Linked DNA regions of Mus musculus: all the other regions are linked to region 2. The links are chromatin contacts, called in public HiChIP or PLAC-seq and promoter capture Hi-C maps. All regions are on one chromosome and are shown on one strand. The core of a region is the stretch at or near the end of the contact, and the rest is flanking DNA. Distances in the headings are between cores, read along the strand shown.

What was found. HiChIP or PLAC-seq counts read pairs in DNA pulled down with a chosen protein or histone mark. Capture Hi-C pulls out chosen DNA fragments and counts their contacts.
Region 1: a contact with region 2 is called in a promoter capture Hi-C map of liver, with 2.8 times the contacts expected there. The contact joins the promoter of Xpo5 here to the promoter of Mrpl14 in region 2. A contact is called at or near these places in 6 of 39 promoter capture datasets (cranial neural crest, embryonic stem cells, frontonasal cranial neural crest and 3 more), 1 of 15 datasets of contacts at CTCF or cohesin (the NIH/3T3 cell line), 3 of 484 Hi-C or Micro-C datasets (CD4 T cells, CD8 T cells and embryonic stem cells), 33 of 115 datasets of contacts at active chromatin or transcription factors (the 230-238 cell line, the SCID.adh cell line, T-cell acute lymphoblastic leukemia and 21 more) and 4 of 9 other capture datasets (adipose tissue, embryonic stem cells, liver and 1 more).
Region 3: a promoter capture Hi-C map of liver shows a contact between it and region 2. The contact joins the promoter of Abcc10 here to the promoter of Mrpl14 in region 2. A contact is called at or near these places in 3 of 39 promoter capture datasets (maxillary cranial neural crest, neural stem cells and pre-B cells), 7 of 115 datasets of contacts at active chromatin or transcription factors (double positive thymocytes, embryonic forebrain, large pre-B cells and 4 more) and 2 of 9 other capture datasets (liver and pancreatic islet).
Region 4: an H3K4me3 HiChIP or PLAC-seq map of bone marrow-derived macrophages shows a contact between it and region 2, with 3 times the contacts expected there. The contact joins the enhancer-like site here to the promoter of Mrpl14 in region 2. A contact is called at or near these places in 3 of 39 promoter capture datasets (liver, neural stem cells and pre-B cells), 3 of 484 Hi-C or Micro-C datasets (CD4 T cells, CD8 T cells and neutrophils), 14 of 115 datasets of contacts at active chromatin or transcription factors (the 230-238 cell line, astrocytes, bone marrow-derived macrophages and 11 more) and 3 of 9 other capture datasets (adipose tissue, liver and pancreatic islet).
Region 5: an H3K27ac HiChIP or PLAC-seq map of large pre-B cells shows a contact between it and region 2, with 4 times the contacts expected there. The contact joins the promoter of Dnph1 here to the promoter of Mrpl14 in region 2. A contact is called at or near these places in 1 of 39 promoter capture datasets (hippocampal neurons), 1 of 15 datasets of contacts at CTCF or cohesin (large pre-B cells), 3 of 115 datasets of contacts at active chromatin or transcription factors (astrocytes, large pre-B cells and pancreatic cancer cells) and 1 of 9 other capture datasets (macrophages).
Region 6: an H3K27ac HiChIP or PLAC-seq map of embryonic stem cells shows a contact between it and region 2, with 4 times the contacts expected there. The contact joins the promoter of Tjap1 here to the promoter of Mrpl14 in region 2. A contact is called at or near these places in 7 of 39 promoter capture datasets (the C10 cell line, the SN4741 cell line, embryonic stem cells and 4 more), 1 of 15 datasets of contacts at CTCF or cohesin (large pre-B cells), 1 of 484 Hi-C or Micro-C datasets (regulatory T cells), 8 of 115 datasets of contacts at active chromatin or transcription factors (astrocytes, embryonic forebrain, embryonic midbrain and 4 more) and 2 of 9 other capture datasets (embryonic stem cells and liver).

What each region holds. Positions count from the first base shown.
Region 1 is chr17:46,201,332-46,204,743 of GRCm38.p6, forward strand. Xpo5 (exportin 5) reads left to right here and starts at 1,480. Exons shown (of 32, transcript NM_028198.3): 1 at 1,480-1,694; 2 at 3,324-3,412. The coding sequence starts at 1,590. Polh (polymerase (DNA directed), eta (RAD 30 related)) reads right to left here and starts at 1,310. Exons shown (of 11, transcript NM_030715.4): 1 at 1,066-1,310.
Region 2 is chr17:45,684,731-45,687,906 of GRCm38.p6, forward strand. It overlaps Mrpl14 (mitochondrial ribosomal protein L14), which reads left to right and starts at 1,619. Exons shown (of 3, transcript NM_026732.3): 1 at 1,619-1,697. Tmem63b (transmembrane protein 63b) reads right to left here and starts at 1,488. Exons shown (of 24, transcript NM_198167.3): 1 at 1,387-1,488.
Region 3 is chr17:46,326,276-46,329,484 of GRCm38.p6, forward strand. It overlaps Abcc10 (ATP-binding cassette, sub-family C (CFTR/MRP), member 10), which reads right to left and starts at 1,748. Exons shown (of 21, transcript NM_170680.2): 1 at 1,497-1,748. The coding sequence starts at 1,657.
Region 4 is chr17:46,264,030-46,266,989 of GRCm38.p6, forward strand. Tjap1 (tight junction associated protein 1) reads right to left here. Exons shown (of 10, transcript NM_001252474.1): 3 at 854-949. Among named protein-coding and RNA genes, the nearest start is that of Lrrc73, 11 kb to the left of the region's middle. Within about 2 kb of position 1,667, at least 111 of the 459 cell types and tissues checked have an H3K27ac peak or open chromatin away from gene starts, as enhancers often do. A contact at or near this core is called in astrocytes, bone marrow-derived macrophages, embryonic stem cells and 3 more, where this site is marked.
Region 5 is chr17:46,495,269-46,498,266 of GRCm38.p6, forward strand. Dnph1 (2'-deoxynucleoside 5'-phosphate N-hydrolase 1) reads left to right here and starts at 1,521. Exons shown (of 4, transcript NM_207161.3): 1 at 1,521-1,704. The coding sequence starts at 1,542.
Region 6 is chr17:46,281,599-46,284,602 of GRCm38.p6, forward strand. Tjap1 (tight junction associated protein 1) reads right to left here and starts at 1,428. Exons shown (of 10, transcript NM_001252474.1): 1 at 1,362-1,428; 2 at 748-841.

The DNA of each region.
Region 1 (3,412 bases), core at 230-2,729, 520 kb after region 2:
CTCCCACCAAACGCTGAGATGACGCAGACAGTCTTAAAGGCTCTCGAGACAATTCCAATGTGCAGTAGCTTTGCATACCAATGGCCTATCACAAATAATACTTTACAGAAACACAGGAAATTCATGATTTAAATACAAGAAACAGGTTATACAGATGAGTGAGCTAGCACCCAACTGTAACTTTAAACAGTTATTTTTCAAATAAACAATCACATTGAAAACAGTGCCAAGCAACTACTACTACAAAGCTGCAAAATTACTGTAAAGAAAATAATTAAGAAGATACTGAATGTTCAAAGCATTAACACCTTACAAATCTCGCCCCTCACCTAAAACAAAATGATCGTACGTTTAGAAACCTTTTACACTTAAGTCAGGCGTCCTTGTGCTCTGGCGTGGCTTTTCTGTAGTACTGGAACAGATAAAGCTAGAAGGTGGCAAATGTATTGTCGCAATCAATACAGGATAAGTACCATATTCAATATAAATATCAGAGGTAAAACTGGAAGCGAAGCTGTGATTTAAGGGCAACAATTTACTAAGTGGAAAAACACCTCCTAAAACATATGCAGGATAAGAGATGATACAGCCTTAAGTCTTTTATGTGTTCCTTTCGTACTTTTATGTATTGGCAAAGTCTGCACAATGCCAAAACGTAAAAGACTACGTAAATTTGGGATGGGTTTTGTTTCGTGAGGCAGGGTCTCACTTTGCAGCTCAGTCTGGCCTCAAACTGGAAGCAATCCTCCTGCCTCAGCCTCCCAGAGGTATAGTTGGGATGCGTTTTCCAACATCTCAGTTCATCCCATTCTGTACAAAAGCACGTTTGGGAGTCGGTCGTGTAGTAAGACGCACGAGAAAATATGGACCAGTGAAGAGGAAGGTTTAAAAATTACAAGAAAAACTCTTTCTACAAGAAAACTCTCCTTAGAGACACTCTTAGAGCCTTCTCTCCCAGTAAGCATGCTTTTCATTTCGGCCCAGTCACCCCCAAGTAAAAGCGACAGCCAAGGCTTCAAAAGCCATCCGATATAGCGATCCCGAGCCGTGTTTTAATGTCCTTACCAAGGCGACACCTGTCAAAACTGCCAAGAGCGAAGCTGCGGGCTCCGGGCGGAGTCCAATGACAGCGTCTAGATGTCGTCGTCGCCTTCCCAGGAGCAAGTGAGTGTAATCTGATAACACAGATCCGAGTAGGTAGCCCTAGGCTCCCGCCGAGCCAACAGCCCTTCCAGCCTGCAGGTTTACGCCCCACAGCAAGCCCAGAGGAAATTTGGAGTTCAGCACCGCGCGCGCCGCGAGGGACGGTTGACGCGCCTGCGCACCGCGGAACTTCCGTTCCCCAGCCCCGCCCCGCCAGGCGCGGCCGTCACCCGAAGCGGCCACTTCCGCGCGCGCATGCGCCGTGGCGGCTCCGGCGCATGCGCAGCGCTGGGTTCTTCCCAGCTCCAACTTCTGGGACTCACGCTCCTCCCTCCCGTTTCCCCACCCCCAGCCCGCCGCGGCCCGGTATCAACGTGTGGTCCCGCCAGGGGAACTGTGCGTAACCTCGTGCTCCCGGGACGCCGGTGGGGTTCCCGGCTCTAGCCATGGAGATGGAGCAAGTGAACGCGCTGTGCGAGGAGCTAGTGAAAGCGGTGACGGTCATGATGGACCCCAGCTCTACCCAGCGCTACCGGCTGGAAGCCCTCAAGGTAGCTGGGGTCCTGGCGGCCTGGGCCTGCCCCGAGAACCCTATCCCAGGCTTCCCTCACGGCCTCTCCAAACTCAGTTTGTCTCCTGCCTATGCGGCCTTTGATCTTCCCACTGCCCGTGGGGAGGGTGGCTTCTGGTCGCGGCCCTCACCTCCTCCCACTTGAGTCTTTTCTTGCCTGCGCGCTTGCCTTTGCATCACACGCAAGGGTCCCTAACTGTTGCACATCTCCTCGCCATGTCTCAGTGGCTTTTTTGCCCACTCCTCACTTCTCTTCACTCTAGATCACACCGCGGTCTCCACCCACGCAGGCTGTGCCGGCTCTGACGCCGGGGCAAACCCCACATTCCCTGGCGTTCCGGGAGCGCACGTGCAAATTCCTGCCCCAGTGCCACCTTCATTCTTCCCTGCTGATCACTCCAGACTTGTGCTGATTCTAGATCCCCGTGTGTCCATTTTCTTACATCCTTACATACCTCTATCTTTCGAGTCTTGGCCATCTCTGGGCTAATTTGTGACGCTCCTTCCTCGTTTATACCTGTGAGATAGTCTCCGGCTGTTTTTGCGCGAAGACGAGCTTTACCACCGGCTTTGCATTTATTTGCACCGGGGCACTTTGGTTTCCTGGAAGTAATTCTCTTGCGTCCCGGGTGCTCTCTGCGCCAGGGTCTAGTTCAGCTTTTGCTATTTGGGAACGCTAATACCTTCAACAGAGCTTCTCTCTATTAGAGTAAGCGCCAACATATAGATGTATGTGGCACAGGATTTGGAATCAAACAACTCTGTTTGCTTTGTCTTTGATTGTGAAGAATTTTACATAGGCAAAGAAACAGAGCACCAGAGTGATCCCGAATAGGCCTGTGACCTAAACTCAGATGATACACAGATTTGCTTGTTCACTGACTCCTCCTGGCACCCTTAGTTTTGAAAGCTAATTCTAGGGGTTGACATTCAACTTGTATGGGTATATCTCTAGCATTTTTTTTTGTACTCTCTTAGATCCAGTTTAGTATTAACATGACTAATATCTAAATGGAGAGTGTCAGTATTACTAATCTAGATTTTCGCATCTTAAAAATACAGCTAAAAGGACAGCAGGTAACCCCTGCTACTGGGAAGACTAAGGCAGGGGATACAAAGTCAGGCAGCTATCAGAGTGACTTAGTAAGACCTCCTCTCTCAGACAAAGTAAGCAGAAGAGCCCTGGGAGATGGCATAGAGGGTGGAGCTTTTGGTGCCTGTTTATGGCTGAGGACTGGAATCCAGGTGGAGGGGAGGAAGAGACTGATAAAATAAATCCCTGAGTGGACTCACCAGCCCGTCTAGGCAAATCCTGAGCTCTGGGTTCTCAAAACAGCAGAGAGAAAGACATTCAACTTCAGCTTCTGCCTTCCACTCAAATGTGCAGCTCCATCATCCATGAACATCTGTGTGAAAACACTGCACGCACGCACACACACACCCACCAAAGGGAGAAAACTGAGAATGTAGTGTGGTCGTGATAGCCTTGCATGTGAACAGTTCGGTTCCCAGTTCCACACAAAATCAGATAAGGTTGGACCTTTCTTAGGATTTTTAGTCTCTGTTCTCTCATGCCTCCCCATGGAAATATTAATGTTTCTTCTTTCAGTTTTGTGAAGAGTTTAAAGAAAAATGCCCTATCTGTGTTCCATGTGGCTTGAAGTTGGCTGAAAAAACACAAATTGCCATCGTCAGACA
Region 2 (3,176 bases), core at 369-2,868:
GGAGCTGGGATTTGAACCGGGTTTTCTGTTACTCTGCTGTACTTGGAAGGAATTTGTACCGATGCCAAAAAGGGGTTCTTCGCGACTTATCACCCATCTTCTGCCTCAAAACATCCCCACCCACCTACTCGCTCACTCCCTGGCCAAGACTTCAACAGCAGGCCCCAGCATGTGCTACCTGGTACATGCCAGGACGTAGACCCTCTGGTACCCGGGAGGACAAAGGTGCTGGCAGCATACCCACCACCTGAGCCTGGCAGCCACTCCCCTTCCCCTTCTCTCTTATATCTGGAAGGCAGAGGGCTGTGGTCCCCTCTTCAGGAGGCGTTGGGTACAATCTCATTCACCCGACTACTGCAGACCGGGAGGAGGTTCAGGGTCAGGGAGTGGTACTCGGTAGAGAGCAGAGCCCCAAGCCCCTCTGAGCAACCGGCCGCCAGACTTCCGATCAGGGGACCAAGGCGGGTGGCAGCACAAAGCTCCAAGGGCAGCCAGCCCCTCTGACCTCTCTTCCCCACTTCCCGGGCATCCTTGCTTTTTCTGAGCAACACAACGACAAGCTTTGGGACAGTCCGCACCAGGCGGTCAAGACGGCCGGGAGGGACAAAGCGCGCCCCCTCCCCCTCAATAGGGCCTTTGCCTACTCCGGATTCGCGTCTGAATCTTCTCCCCACCGCACCCTCCAACGCAGGCCCGGGCGGCTCATGAATGAACTGCTCTGTGTGGGGCGCAGGAGAGGACATGCTCCCCGGGCCGGCCGCCCTCTCCAGCCCGCAGATCAGTCCCCACCAGGGTTGGGGCAGCTACTCGTCTGGTGCTAACACCTCGAGCCCTGCCCTTTGCCCAAGCATGAACCCCTTGCTTGAGGCCGGCTTCGTCCCCAGCAACAAGAAAAAGAATTAAAAAAAAAAAAAAAGAGAGAGACCGAGGGCATTGGACTTGGCGACCCTAGAATGCAAAACTCGGGGGCGGAGGCGGGTGGTTCCCTTCAGCGGCGCCGGCGGCTGGGGAGCAGCTGGGACCGGAGGAGGGCCGCGCAGGGGCCGCACACCTGGACGGAGCAGGTGGAACTAGAGTGGCACTCGAGGGCCGGGACGCAGGGGTCCCACGCCTTGGAATATTCCTGAGGGGCGGGGGTAGAGGACGGCGCACATCTGGAGCCCCGACAGGGGTGGGAGGACTCACATCTGGCAGGGACGGTGCGGGTTTGGGGACAAAGCGTGCCTCCGTTGGGTCCCGTGGGGCCCGGGCACCTCTGGGTCCCGCAGGAGGTGGAAGGGAGGGGACGCGCAGCTGAGTCCGGGTGCTTTTTTTTTCCTTCCTTGGGGTGGTGGTGAGATCCTATGAGCCAAGTAAGGGGTGCTGGGGAGGGGTCCGCGTACTCACCCCTAGGCGCAGACTCGGCTCCGACTCGGGAGCCCCGGCTCCGGGCGGGGCGGGGCTGGGGAGGGGGAGGGGGAGTCGCCGGGCGGCTAGAGCTCTGGGCTCCTGCGGCGGCCGCGGCAGCGCGTGGGGGAGGGGGAGCAGAAGGAGGGAGGGAGGGCCGGGGAGGGGCTCCCGCAGGACCCGCCCCCACGCCGCACACGTAGAAAGTGCGCGCGCACTCACGGAGAACCCCTGGCGCGCAGGCGCAGCGTGCGGGGCGGGGCCTTGCCAAGCGGGGGTCCGTGGCGGGAGATTCCCAGGCTGTTAACGCGGTACGGTGGGGGCTCAGGGGAACACCTCGCACCCCTCGCGCTGCTTTTCCCGGTTTCTTCTCTGCAATAAGGGAGGCGCTGTCGGGGAGGGGTGAGGACAGGCCTTACTGGAAACCCAGTGTCAAGTGAGAAGGGTGCTCACTCTTCGCGAGGCCTCAGATCTGGACCCTCTCGCTGCCTTTTTGCCAAAGGCTTCGGGGTCCGCGCCTCCCACGCGCCCCCGATGCGCCCACCTGCTTATCCAGTTCGGGATGTAGAGCCTCGGGGAATGGGGGCTGAGATCTTGCCTGGGTTAAGTGGCTAGGCCGGTTGCTTTGACGCGTCTCCCGCAGTTTTATCTGCTTCTCTCTCTTGCTGGGCCTGGAGATGAGTTTGCTAGAAACTTCTGTGGTGTAAAGAGGGAGTCTTTGCTTTTGCTTCTGTCAGGCTGAATGACTCCTTTTGCACCGGGGATTCCCTGTATTCTCAGTTCACCAAAGACCTCTCCTAGTGGGGGGGTGGGGTTAAGACTTGAGAGTTGGAGAGGTGGAACGCCCCTTTTCTGTATGTCACCACACATCTCGAATACAAAGACACGACAGATACCACCTGTTAAATTTCGAGGTCTTAAAGGGGACAGAAGAAATACTGCTTCCCGCTGTACGCAGTAAGTGAGCTTTACACGCTGAGACTTAGATGAGGAACTGTGTAGCGGTCACAAGAGGCGAGACGGGATCACCTTGGATTACTTGGGAAATGGTGGCACCCAGGGAGGGTCTTGCATCACGACTGGACACTACCATCCTGGTCACTGTGTTTGCTGTATGTGGCTATTCAGCTGCTCGTTTTGTAGCTGGGGGTTTGCAGCTCTAAGATTTGGTCTGTTGAAGTGTCTTTCAGACACTCCCATGAGTGGCTTGGAAATCAGTTTAGTAGATCATGGCCATCGTGTGTGTGTGTGTGTGTGTGTGTGTGTGTGTGTGTGTGTTGCGCCTACAGTAGGTATTCTGTCTTGGGACACAAGGGCATGGGGGTGTATTAGGTGTCTTCTACTGTTTCTGTGTGTTGTAGAAAAGTTTGGGAAAGTATTGATCTCTTGTATACCTCTCGCTTTCCTTAGCTTGAGTTTTTAGTCAGTTAAATCCTCTGAAGATGCAGTTGATAGTACTAGTAATGAGCACATTGGAATTGGCCATCAGTGGGGTTTGCCCGTAATCCTAGATGTAGGTAGCCGTTAAGGATGTCAAGGCCATCCTTAGCTGCTTTGGGTGTGTAAGGCCAGCTTGAGATTGCCTGACACCAAGTCTCAACAAATCAAACCAAACATACAAATTCCCCAACTTTGAGGATTTTGGTGGTGGTAAGGGAAAGAAGATGGAGCTGCGTCTGCCGCTGTAGACTGCCTGGGGCTGTCACTGAGAAGCTGTATTGAGGAAACAGGTTTTGATGGGGCTGGTGGTAATGGTGGCACACCTGTGGTGGCACAAAGCCCTCCAAAAC
Region 3 (3,209 bases), core at 498-2,997, 640 kb after region 2:
AAAAAAGTTATAGCAGTGACTATCAGAATGCATTTCCAAGTTCACATAAAAGAAAACTGGGTTGGTAGAGATGTTCTTGCAGAGGATCTGAGGTCAGTTCCGAGCACCCATATGATAGCTCACTGTCCTCTGTAACACTAGTTCCAGGGCACCCAATGCCATCTTTTACCCGACATGCATGTAGCACATATGAATAATTGCTGTCGAACACTCTTATGCATAAAACTCTTCCAGTATTTTTAAAAAGAATGAAATTGGGGCTAGAGAGACAGCCGGGCAGTTAAGAGCACTGGCTGCTCTTACAGAGGACCAAGGGTTCAGTTCCCAGCACTCACATGGCAGCTCATGGCTGTCTGAAACTCCAATTCCAGGGGATCTGATGCCCTCCCCTCTGGCCTCCTCAGGCATTGCACCCAAGTGGTGCACAGTCATACAGTTGGGCAAAATCAATCAACCAACTGATCAAAAAAGCAGAGGGTGAGGCTGGAGCCATATTTCTTTAATCCCAGTACTTAGAAGGCAGGAGCAGGCAGATCTCCTTGAGTTCTAGGCCGGGCATACAGAATGACACCCTATTTCAACAACACAAAACAACTCAACTGAGTCTGTTAAGCTCTTTGCAGTCCTAAAAAATGTTTATCTATAAACTAGACACTTTAGTTCCTTTTGTTCCCTCTCATGTGGCCCAAGCTGAGATCCCTCTGCCTCTAGAAAAGCTTAGACTAGACCACCCCTTTTTTTTTTTTTTTTTTTTTTTGACAGGCGCTCTCTTATTAGCCCTGCCTGGCCTGGAACTCACTTTGTAGACCAGGCTGGCCTTGGACTCACAGGCATCCATCCACCTGCCTCTGTCTCCCAAGAGTTGGGATTAAAGGCTTCACATGCCTGACCTGAGCAGGCTTGCTGTGGGTGTCTGTACTAACCTCTTCTAGGCTTTTGCTTCATTCTGCAAAAGGGACAGAAGGACTTAACTTGGCCATCCAAGAACTAAATATAAAATCAAGGCGAGTGTAGCACCAACACCTCACAACACAAAGCCAAGTTAGTTCTAAGATTTTGATTTCGTTACTCTTCTTCCTACAGCTTCTCTCCAGCAGAGTCTACATGGGCTTTTAGCCTAGGGATAGCAGGGCTTGCTGGATGGAAGTGGCGTGCCACTGGCCCTATACAAGCATCCTTTTTTTTTTTTTTTTTTTTTTTTTTTGCTAAAACGTTTATCTAAGTTTGCCTCCAATTCATGGCAGCTCCACTAGGACATTTAAAACTCTGCAAGAGAGATGCATTGGCAACTTTAAGGATATGACAGGCGCCGCACTCGGTGTTTAAACGCCTTGTGTCATTGAACCCGCTCAAAACTGCGGAGACTCCGAGAAGGTAGGTGGCTTGCTCAACTGAGTGCGAACAGTCAGCTTTTATTCTGCTTCTGCCCTACAGAGACCTCGCAATCCCAGGGACATCTGGGAGCGATGTGAGTTGGTGCCTCGTTGCAGTCTCACCTTGGGGTGCCCAAGTGGCAGGCACTGAGGACGGCGAGGAGCGCGTGGGGAAGGGCGCTGAGCACCAGCTGGGTGAAGCAGTGGCCCGTCGTGTCCCCTTCCCACAGCGGGAGCGGCCGCGCCGCGTCCGTGCCACACAGCTGGGCCAGGAGCCCCTCCATAGACACCTCACCCGGGCGGAAGCCAAGAGTGACAAGGCTCGGGGACTGAGTCCCCCGCTGAATCCCCGCCCCCTAGGCGGGACCGCCCCTTGCTTCCGCTTCGAGCTAGAGCCCGCCCATTCTTGAGGTACTTCCGGGGCTGGAGAGGAAGTCGCTGTCCCCGGGGCAGGCCAGTTTCTAGATCCTGGTACTTACGTTCACCCTCCTGTCTCCCGCACTTGGAAACCTAAGCGCCTTTGAGCTGTTTTAATATCTCAAGTGTTTGTGGGTGAGAAAGGACGCGCTGCCAGGTCAGGGTGCTGCGCCACGATGCTAGGGCCCTCTAGAGGCAGGAAGACCTGTTAACGGGTGCTGTTCGCAGTTTTTGGTTATTTTCGCCCATGGGGGTAAGGATGCTCTAACGCGTGCCAGCCTCTGCGCGTGCGTACAGCTCTGCCTCGGGGAGCTGTCCCGGGAGCGCGATGGTGTTTGCGCACGTTTCTGTCTTTTGGCTTGCGCAGTGACCCACCCAGTCCTGTCCTTGTGCAAATTCATTAAGACCCTGGCACGTGGAGCGCTCGCTCTCGCTTACCTATTGCATACTAGTTGACAAATGCACAGCGTTTAAAGAGCTGGAAATCCAAACATGCCTGCCACGCTGAGGAATGCTTGAGGACAAAAGGCTATTCCTGTATCCTAAGGCTACAAGATCTTGAAAGTATCCAACTTACTTGAGCCTTGGTTTTTTGTTTTTTGTTTTTTTTTTTTTTGGCTTTTTTTTTTTTCGATTGAGATGATAATACCAACCCAAGTATTGTGAAATTTGTATAATTTAAAATGTTTATGTCAAGGCCTTAAAATGTTTATGTCTAAAGCTGTGGCTCAAAGATTAAGAAGAGTGCTTCCTGCTCTTGCACAGGACCTGGATTTGATTTCCAGCACCCGTGTAAGAAGGCTCCAGCTCCAGGGATCCAAGGCCTTCTTGGTCTCTGTAAGCACCTGCACACACATACATATAAACTTTAAAAAAAAAGTGTTCAGGTCACGTGCTTTGCTTAGTCATTCCTAAATATTTCAGAGTGATGGGAAGAACGGAAACTTTTGGTTATCCAGATAGATGTTGGTTCGGACCCTGACCCACCAATTTTAGCAGCGCGATGAGATTAGTTTCATTTTAGCTTTATGTTTGCAAGGTGTATATTGGTACTGACTTCATGAGAGTGTTCAGTGTTGTGGGAATAGTTTGGGTTTTTTTCCCCCCAAAATATTTGCCTTCAGAAACTGAAGACCTTGAAACCAAATTAAAGATTTGAGACATTTAAAATTATGTACCTGTCTTGTTTCCCTACTGTGTATTCAATCTGTTTAAATTTATTTAAAAATATTTCTAGAAGAAAGTCCTTATTCCTTTCACATGCCATGTTTTCTGATATATATATATCCCTTATTAATCATACACACAGTACACAGATAAATGACATATTAGACAACAGAGACAGAAGGTACAGGGAGAGAAATGAATTCAAAATCTTTTTTTTTGTTGTTTTTTGTTTTTCAAGACAGGGTTTCTCTG
Region 4 (2,960 bases), core at 417-2,916, 580 kb after region 2:
ACGAGAGGCGTTCTAAGGTGTCTCTGGCCTGAACATTCAAAGATGACCAGGGATGTGTACTGACCCCACAGGCAGATAGACCTGAGCTACCGCTGGGTCATTAGAGGGCTGCTCTCTGGTGAGTCAGGCCGGATGGATCAGGGGAGTGCTGGAGATGAGGGCTAGAATCCAATGGAGAACAGACAGGTGAGAAGGGCTCCCAGCTGGGCCCCAGGAGGAGCACACTTGGCTAAGTGGGGTGGAGAGACTCAACAGCAGCCCACACTGTCCCTTGTAGGCAGAGAGCTGCACAGCATCCATCTTGCTCAAGTAGGTGAGGGTATAAGCAGCAGCAGTTCCTAGGCTGCTGTGCAGACTCCATTGGTCCACAAGGGCACTGCCACATTAGGCCGGCAGAGTGGACCTCTGGAAGCTCCAGGACTGGTCTACAGTGCACCTCAGGCCAATCCTACACACTGGAACTCTGCCTCAACAAACAAACAGAGAGACACTGCCAGTGACACACAGTTGCAATCTAAAGCACTGGGAAGGCAGATGCCAGCCTGGGCTACATAGCGAGACTGTCTAAAACAAAAACAGTGCTCAGCACTAGGCAATGTTAAGTTCAGGTTTTCCTTCCATAAATTGTGAACAAATCTTCTAAGTCTGGGGATAGCGACCCAGCCCAGGCTCCTGGATAAGGGTCTCCAAGCTTGAGAGTGCTCTCTGGACACTGCCAACAAAGGCCAAGCCCCTTTGGCCACACCTCCTTTCTGTGCTGGCTCCCACTGGAAGAGAGCACCTATATGGCTGCTCACCTACCAGCCTCCCAGAAGAGAACAAAGTATAGAATGCAGGCCTCATCGGGACATACCGTCTGTTCGCTGGCAGCTCTCTGTTCTGCTCTCCTGGAATCAGCCTTCGGCTCTCCACATCCCACGGCCCCTCTACTTCCTCTAGCCAAGAGCTCCTGAAACCAGAGAAGGGGAGAAAGTGGAAACCCGGTGTCAGCTGCCTGCCTGTCCAGTCTGGGACCTGAAGGCTCCCAGAAAACAGTAAGCAAAGAGACCACAGCACAGTGGGTCTTAGGAGCAAGCGACAGAGGTAGGAAGATCAATAGTCTGAGAGTAGCCTGCTTTATGAAGTGAAATCAACTCAAAAAGGAAACCAGCTAGCATTAACGAGTACCTGGCTTCCCCTAACAACGCCTGCGTGTTTATGTATGTACTTCGTACGCTGCCTCCGCTCAGCACATACCCTGCTCTGGAATAGGCCGGTACTGGTCTGTGTCCCATTCACTCCTAGGCTTCTCAGAGTCTACAGAGAGCTGGGAATCCTGGGGAATGCAGACTACAAATGAGACTACAAAGGGCCTGGCAAAGGAGCAAGATGACGATGGTACGGCAGACCCCCTAGCAATGACTAAATGAGCCCAGAGACCATTTCTGTGTACCACAGTGTACAATAAACTTGCCAATGAGCGAAGGCAGACCCGAGAAACAAAATCCAAACCTCAGCAGTTCAGAGCAGTGATTCTCAACCAGGGTGAGTTTACCCCCTGCTTCTCCCAGGGTTAACAGGCAAATGTCTAGAGACATTTTTAATTTTCACAATCTGCAGATGGGGAGGTACTACCGGTGAGTCAAAGTCAGAATATCGACTAAACCTACCACACACAGGGCAGCCAGCATACCGGAGGTGGCAAGGCAAAGGTCACCAGCCCTGAGGCCGAGAACCGCTAGTCTATAAACCGTAACTGTGGGGGGCTGGCAAGAAGGCTCAGTAGGTAACGATGCTTGCTGCAAAGCCTGATGACCTCCACAAGCACACTGTGCTTAAGTAAGTACCGACACACGCTCAAAAGAGAAAACATTTAACCCCGAGCCCGGGGAGCTGAGGCCCAAGGCTGCTCCAGCATCTCCAAGCGCTTGGATAACGTGCTCCCCACTGCCAAAGCCTGCTCTACACACACCACTGCCAATGGCTGGGCCAAGTGAGCTGCCAAGTCCCCTCAGCTTCCCGGGATTGAGGCGTACCTGTAATAAGCTGGGCTGCCGCATGGGGGCAGCAGCCGCCAGTGATCAGTGCAAACAGTAACCCTAGGTGGCTTTCTGAGCATTTAAAAAAAAAAAATACAAACCTCTTCCTACCCCCATCAACCCAAACAGAGCTACAGAGCTGGGGGCTGAAGGCGGTCTTGCGGGCTAAAGCATGTGTTCCTACTGTTGGGACATGCCCTGGCCATGACTCCTGTCACATTCCAGCAGGCCTGGGGCAGCAGGGTGGGGGCAGAGGAGGGCGGGGAAGCAGGAGTAGGACTCTCCTCTCTAAGGTTCCTGGCCTGGATTTGGGGGAGAGCTTGTAATAGTGAAGCACGAGCCACCAGCCTCCGCCCCGTTGACAGGAGGCAGAACGTGTCCCCACAGGGCACAAGCAGCATGCTGTCAGGCTGACTCCCTGCACAGGAATCTGGGAGGGCCAGAAAGGACACCACATTCCTGGGGTGAGAGAACAAACAACATACAACCACAGGGGCTGTCCTCCAGAGGGCCTCGCCCCAGTAGGTGCTCAACCTGGAGTAGGGATCTAACCACAGAGACTCCTGTGGCCTGAGGGAGGGGACCTAGAAAAGTCCCAGAGCACTGTAGGTTAACCAGGGCCTAACATTTGAAGGTGTGGATGTGTGGGTGTGTATGCCTGGGAAACCAGGTAGGACCAAGGCCGTTGACTAAAGAGGAGCCAGGCAAAGCTTCTAGAAACTGATGGGAGCTTCCAGGAGCTGGCCTTCTCCCCACAGGGCCAGCTCTCGATGGCACTTTTTGTTTGTCTGTTCCAGAAGGCAGAGGAACCCTTCACTTGGCAGGCTCCCTGGTGTGATTTGCCACCTTAGCCTGTTTTACTTACCTACCCAACTCCTGCCAAGGCTCGCATTCTCTTCTAGGGACCAGGGCACTTGTGACAACAGTGGACAGGCAGGGCGG
Region 5 (2,998 bases), core at 271-2,770, 810 kb after region 2:
ATCTCCTCAGAGTGGCTAGCAGACTGTGGTAGGAAGAGCTGGAATGGGGAGATCTGGGGAGGGGCAGGGCCAGAGCGGTGGCCATGGAAATGGTGGGGAGTCAGGCTCTAGAAAGTGTAACCGTCTTGCCCGATTCCATATCTCTGTACCCATCAATTAGAGCATTCCTTAGCCCTCGTCAGAAGAGCTTCTTTTTGCAGATTAATAGGGTCTCTCGGAGACTGTAGAGTGTTTGAATGTAAATGGGCCATCTCCATGGAAGAGTGGGTTGAAAGACAGAGGGACTGCCATGAAAACATTGTTTCTGGACATGACAGTGGGGTTACACACATAACTCATAGAAGCTATGACTGCCCGTGCACGATCAGGCTGGTCCAAACCCTACCCTGTGTGGAGAAGGGCCCCATGCCAATAGCTGAAGCGTTGCTGACAGCTAACAGCTGGTGAGGCAGGCACGACCCTGAGAGGCTGCCTGTACTTGTTCCAGTAGATGGTTCCACACCGGTGCACACATAGGTAGCACTAATGGGCTCAGTGGGTAGGGAGGGAAGCTGTAGAGATGGTTCAGTGGTTAACAGCACTGGCCACTCTCCAGAGGACCCAGGTTGGATTGTCAGCACCTGCATGGTGGCTCACTGTGTCTGTAACTCCAGTTTCAGGTTAGCTCATTGTGCTCTTTTGGCTTCTTGGGGCATCAGGCATGCACATGATGTAGAGATATAAACTCAGGCAAACCACCTGTCTTAGTTAGGCTTTTACTGCTGTGCACAGACACCATGACCAAGGCAAGTCTTATAAAAAACAACATTTAATTGGGTCTGGCTTACAGGTTCAGAGGTTCAGTCCATTATCATCAAGGTGAGAGCATGGCAGTATCCAGGCAGGCATGGCACAGGCATTGCTGAGAGTTCTACATCTTCATCCAAAGGCTGCTAGTGGAAGACTGAGTTCCAGGCAACTAGGGTGAGGATCTTATGCCCACACCCACAGTGACACACCTATTCCAACCAGGTCACACCTATTTGAACAAGGCCACACCTCCAAATGGTGCCACTCCCTGGCCCAAGGATAAACAAACCATCACAACACCTATACACATAAAATAATAAAATAATCAAAGATAATAATTATTTTAAATAATAAATAAAAATGAAGTTGGTGTAGGGGATAGAAGATGGATTGGAGGGGAGAGAGAGACTGGGTTAGATTTGATTAAAACACTACATACATGTATGAATAATAAAATATTTTTAAAATAAGTTAACAATCTTTTTTAAATTTTGGAAAGATTAATGAGAGCCAATCACAGTTGCCTATGGATCCCGTACAGAGTTTGAGAGCACTGAGATCCGTACAGAACTACTTGAATAGCTAGGAGCTGGGGAGGGGCAGGTCACGGGGAGGAGTCAGAACTAATGAGCGGGTTGGCTCGGGAAGAGCCTATCCGGGAAGAGAGCGAGCTTGAAGAAGGTCCCCTTACCTCTGGGAGTCGCTTTCCCAGGTCACGTGGTAGCGGCGGCAGCGGTTGCCCGCGCGCGGCGATGGCGGCATCCGGGGAGCTGGTTCCATGCTCTGTGTACTTCTGCGGGAGCATCCGCGGCGGGCGGGAAGACCAAGCTCTGTATTCGCGGATCGTATCCCGGCTGCGGCGCTATGGGAAGGTGCTCACTGAGCACGTGGCTGATGCTGAGTTGGAGCCGCGTGGTGAGGCGACGCGGGCTGGAGACTCGCAGGCTGGGGACCTGTAGGCTAAGGGGACCGGCTGACTAGGGACTTGCCGGATAGGAGACCCACTGGCTAGTAGACATTCAACCTGGGGAACCCGCAGCTCATGTGACCCGCAGGCTAGACCGGAGGCTAGGGGATCTGCAGACTAGGACCTCGTAATGGTTAGGGGACCGGCTGGCTATGGAAGGTCCTGGATTATATGTGTACGTTCCATGCGCAGGTCAAGTGTCCCTGTCCAGCACACTGGAAGCAAGTGACAGCCCAGACCCAGCTTTGGGCTAGCAAGGCTTTGATAAGCTGGTCTGGATAAGCACTCCTCCAGTAGGAAAGTTGTACCTAGAACTCTTGTATTTCTGCTCCAAAAACTTTTAAGTAGATCTCCCTTGCCCCATGCAAGAACAAACTCCTAAGCTGTGGACTCTAAAGCAATTCTGGGAGAATCTTTTAAAAGACAAAGAATCAATCGTAGGCAAAAAATGCCAGGGGATTGGAAAGAACCTGTTTGTGCTTATGCTTGGCTAGCGCATGGTGTGTTTTGTTGATAGTTCTCCACCTTCAGCGCCAATGTCAGCACTCTGGAGGCAGAGGGTAGGATGAGTTCCAGGCCAACCTGGGCTACAGAGTTAACCCCTGTCTCAAAGAAATGAGACAAAACAGTCTACAGAGTGTGATAGCCTGGAGAAAACCTTTGAATCTGGGTTTTCTCCCCTAGTCACTTTTCTTGCTTTTTCTTTTTCTTTTCTTTATTTTGGAAACAGGCTGTCATAAACGCACAGTGACGTCAGACTTGTAGCCAAGGATGGCCTTAGAACTCGCCATCCTCCTGCCTTCACCGCCCAAGTGCTAGAACTACAGGCACCTGCTGCTACACACAACTTGTTAGTTTGTTTTTTGAGACAGGGTCTCTCTACATATCCCTGGCCATCATGGTACTTACAGTGTAGACCAGGCTGTGTTGGAACTCACAGATTTCCCCAGCCTCTGCTCCCGGGGCTGGGATTAGTGCTATGAGCCATGATCCTCAGGCTCACAAAAGAAGTTTTAGACAGTGTGGTTCTGCTCTGCCACCTGCAGAGCCTTACCGTCCTAAACAGCAGAGTTGATTCAAACTGGAAACTGTGATCCTGGCTCTCTGACCCCAGACACGCCCCTTGGATTCCGGGTGAGTCAGACCTTTTCCCCACACGCACCCAGCCCCACCCACACGTGCCTCCGTGAACAGGATTGCATTTTTCTTGTGGCTGTTTTGTTCTTCATCCCTTTAACAGAC
Region 6 (3,004 bases), core at 178-2,677, 600 kb after region 2:
GTGTTCACAACTTTCCCCAGGTCACACTGACCCCTGCCCATGGAAGCTCATCTGAGTCCTAGCCCGACTTTCCCTCACCTGGGACACAGCTCCCCCAGGCCACAACCAAGGAACACCAATAACATCTTCTTACCAAAAAGGAAAAAAAAATGCCAAAGCAGACATGCACCAGGAGTGAATTCGGGAGCTGCTCATAGAAATGACCTAAACGTCGGTGAACCCCATCAGAAAGTTGATTGTGACTCCCCATCGTCTGCCACCCACCGCAGGTCTACTACTTCCAGGCAGAATGGCACATTTGACAACTTGAGGGGGAAAATGGAAGAAGACATGGTAACACAAACAGGGAGCTGCTTTGTGACAAGAATCCGCCAGAATACTTTCAGCTCACTCTGCATAGAGAGTTCCAGGCCAGGAAGAGCTACCCTGTGAGACCCTATCTCAAAAAACAATAAACAAAACAATTAAGAAAGGAAGACTATTTTTAGTGGACCGTCTACTTGCCCAGAGTTGTTTATACAGCTGAAGGCAAGCAACACTCAACTCTACACCAGCTCCCACAAGGTAGCCAGCAGTCTTACCAAACACCAACTAAAGATCACAGTCAAAACAAAAAACAAAAAAACAAAAAACAAAAACCTCTGTAGAAGAGCAAGCAAACTTCTCGGATTAACTGATTCACCAAATCCATGGATCCTCTCCCAGGGAGATTATCGCTCAAAACCCTGCCTCTGCAAACCATCTTACCCGCTCTGGGGTTGGGCTGGGGCAAGTTGCTACCTCTTCTTTCCAAGCAGGCAATGTGATTTCTTCCAGTCCCTGGGGCCCTTGGGTCTTCAAGCTGAAATGGGGGCAGACGTTGCTATAGGGGCTATGGGTAAGGCTAATCTAAGCCTGGAAGAGGGTCACACGACTGGCTTCGGTCCCCTCCTTGGGAGACCCGCCCTGCACGCTCCACATCTCACTCCTACCCCTTCCCGACTACGAGAGCCATCTCCCCTCCCACCGGCCTGGGGGAGTCAGGCCTCTGCCTCGCGCTCCAGGCTTCCTTACTCTGAGAGAAGTAACTTTTTCAATCCGTGAGCGATTGCTCCTCCAGAAGCCGAACCACACCTATTTCTGGCTACCCCCCACCCCCGCCCCATCTCCTCCCCTAGGGCTGCCACCAAATTCCAGGCTCCCTCCCCTCCGCCCCCATCGGCATTTTTTTTTCTTTCCGCCTCCAACCCTCCTCCATCCTGGCATCCTAGTTCTCCACCTCGGAGCTGTTCCCTCCCTCCATCTCTACTCCATGCTAGAGTTCCGCAAACCCCCTCAACTCTCGCCACCCAGCGCGACTACTCAAAAATCCCACAACAAACTTTCTGCCGGGGCCTCTCCTTCAGGCAGCCATCTTGCCGCGGGGCAGGCCGGGTAGGGGCCTGGACCGCGGGAATCCCCACGCACCGGGCGCCGTGCGTCATCGGAGGGGCGGGCCTGGGGGCGGGGCCTCGGGGTAAAGCGTTAGGACTCCTGGTGATGCTGGGAAAGTGGGAATCTCCTCCTTTGCAGACCTGGTAAGGGAAGAAGGAAGTCGGTGTTGGAAGTAGGACTCAACAGTGAGAAAGGGGAAAAGGCTGGTACTGTGGGAAAAAATAGAGAACAACGCTTAAAAAATACAAGATGCTTCGTATACAAAGAAAAATACCAACACACCCCTCCACGTACCCCGACTCTCATTGCCACTCCCACCCATCAGGCCTCATTGGCTGGCCTTGGAATGTGAACTCACTTTGTACCTTGAACTCACAGAGAGCCTCTGGCTTCTGACTTCAGGGTGCCACACAAGGCAAAGGAAAATGCCAGCTTTTCATCTCAACGGAAGATAACGCACGACCCAGTCTCTACCACCCTTTTCAACCGTGCTTCCCACCTCTCCCAAAAGTCTTCAGGTTCTTAAATTGTCTTGTGTTATCAGAAAATCAAGCCTTGAGATCTGCAATCCAGTTCCTCCACTCAGGAGGTCAATTTTATACTGTTTTTGGAGGGAGGGGAGAGTCAGCCCAGGCTGACTTCAAATTCATTATGTAGCCCAGGCAAGCATCGAGACGCACCTGGTATTACGGGTATTAGACGGTAGGCCCAGTTTTCAGTTGCCATTCTTAAACTGTCAACGCTTCCAAAAAGCCTTCTCTTTGAAGCTCCTTTTACTAGACGGCTCTAACTAGTTACACCGAACTTTATAACAGATATCCTGTACCATAATTATTTATGAGTTTACTTTATGTGTATGTGCCCACGTCTCTGTATGTGCATGCAGGAGCCTGTAGAGGTCAGAAAAGGGTATGGCATCACCGGGAAATGGAGTTATAGGCAGTTGTGAACCACCATGTAGGTGCTGGGAGCTGACCTTGGGTCCTCTGCAAGGGCAGCAGATGCTCTTCACGGCTGAGCACCTCTCCGGTTCCAGAGTTGTTGTTTTACTTGCTGCGTCCCTTTGCCCTAACGTCTCTTCAAGTCAAAGAGCACGTGTGGATGTCCCATAGCAGGTGCACAGCCCACAACAGTGGTTAGGCAGCAGGTTTTCCTGGGGCCTGCTAAGCATGTTGAGGCTTCCGGCTTTCTGTTTCCTGTGGCTGGAATGTTCTCCTTCTAGGGAGTCACCAACAGGTGTGTCCTTGTTCAAATGATCACGTCTGTGGTCATTCAGGATCCCAGTCACACACACACACACACACACACACACACACACCCAACTGCTTCATTTAACGTTTACTCACATGGAGACCATTATTATCTGACATCATATTAAATCTTTCTTTGTTTACTGACCATCTGTCCTACTATCATGAAAACTCCTAATTTTTTTCCTCATTCAGCACAGTGCCCTTAGTGTCTAAATTGTTTGCACCAAAGTAGGTACTCAGTAAAGATTTGTTATTCAATAAATGATCTGGAAGTGAGTGGCTGGAAGATTCTGGAATCTAGCAGTGGGAAAGAAGAGTCATGCCCCACCCCCCGCCCC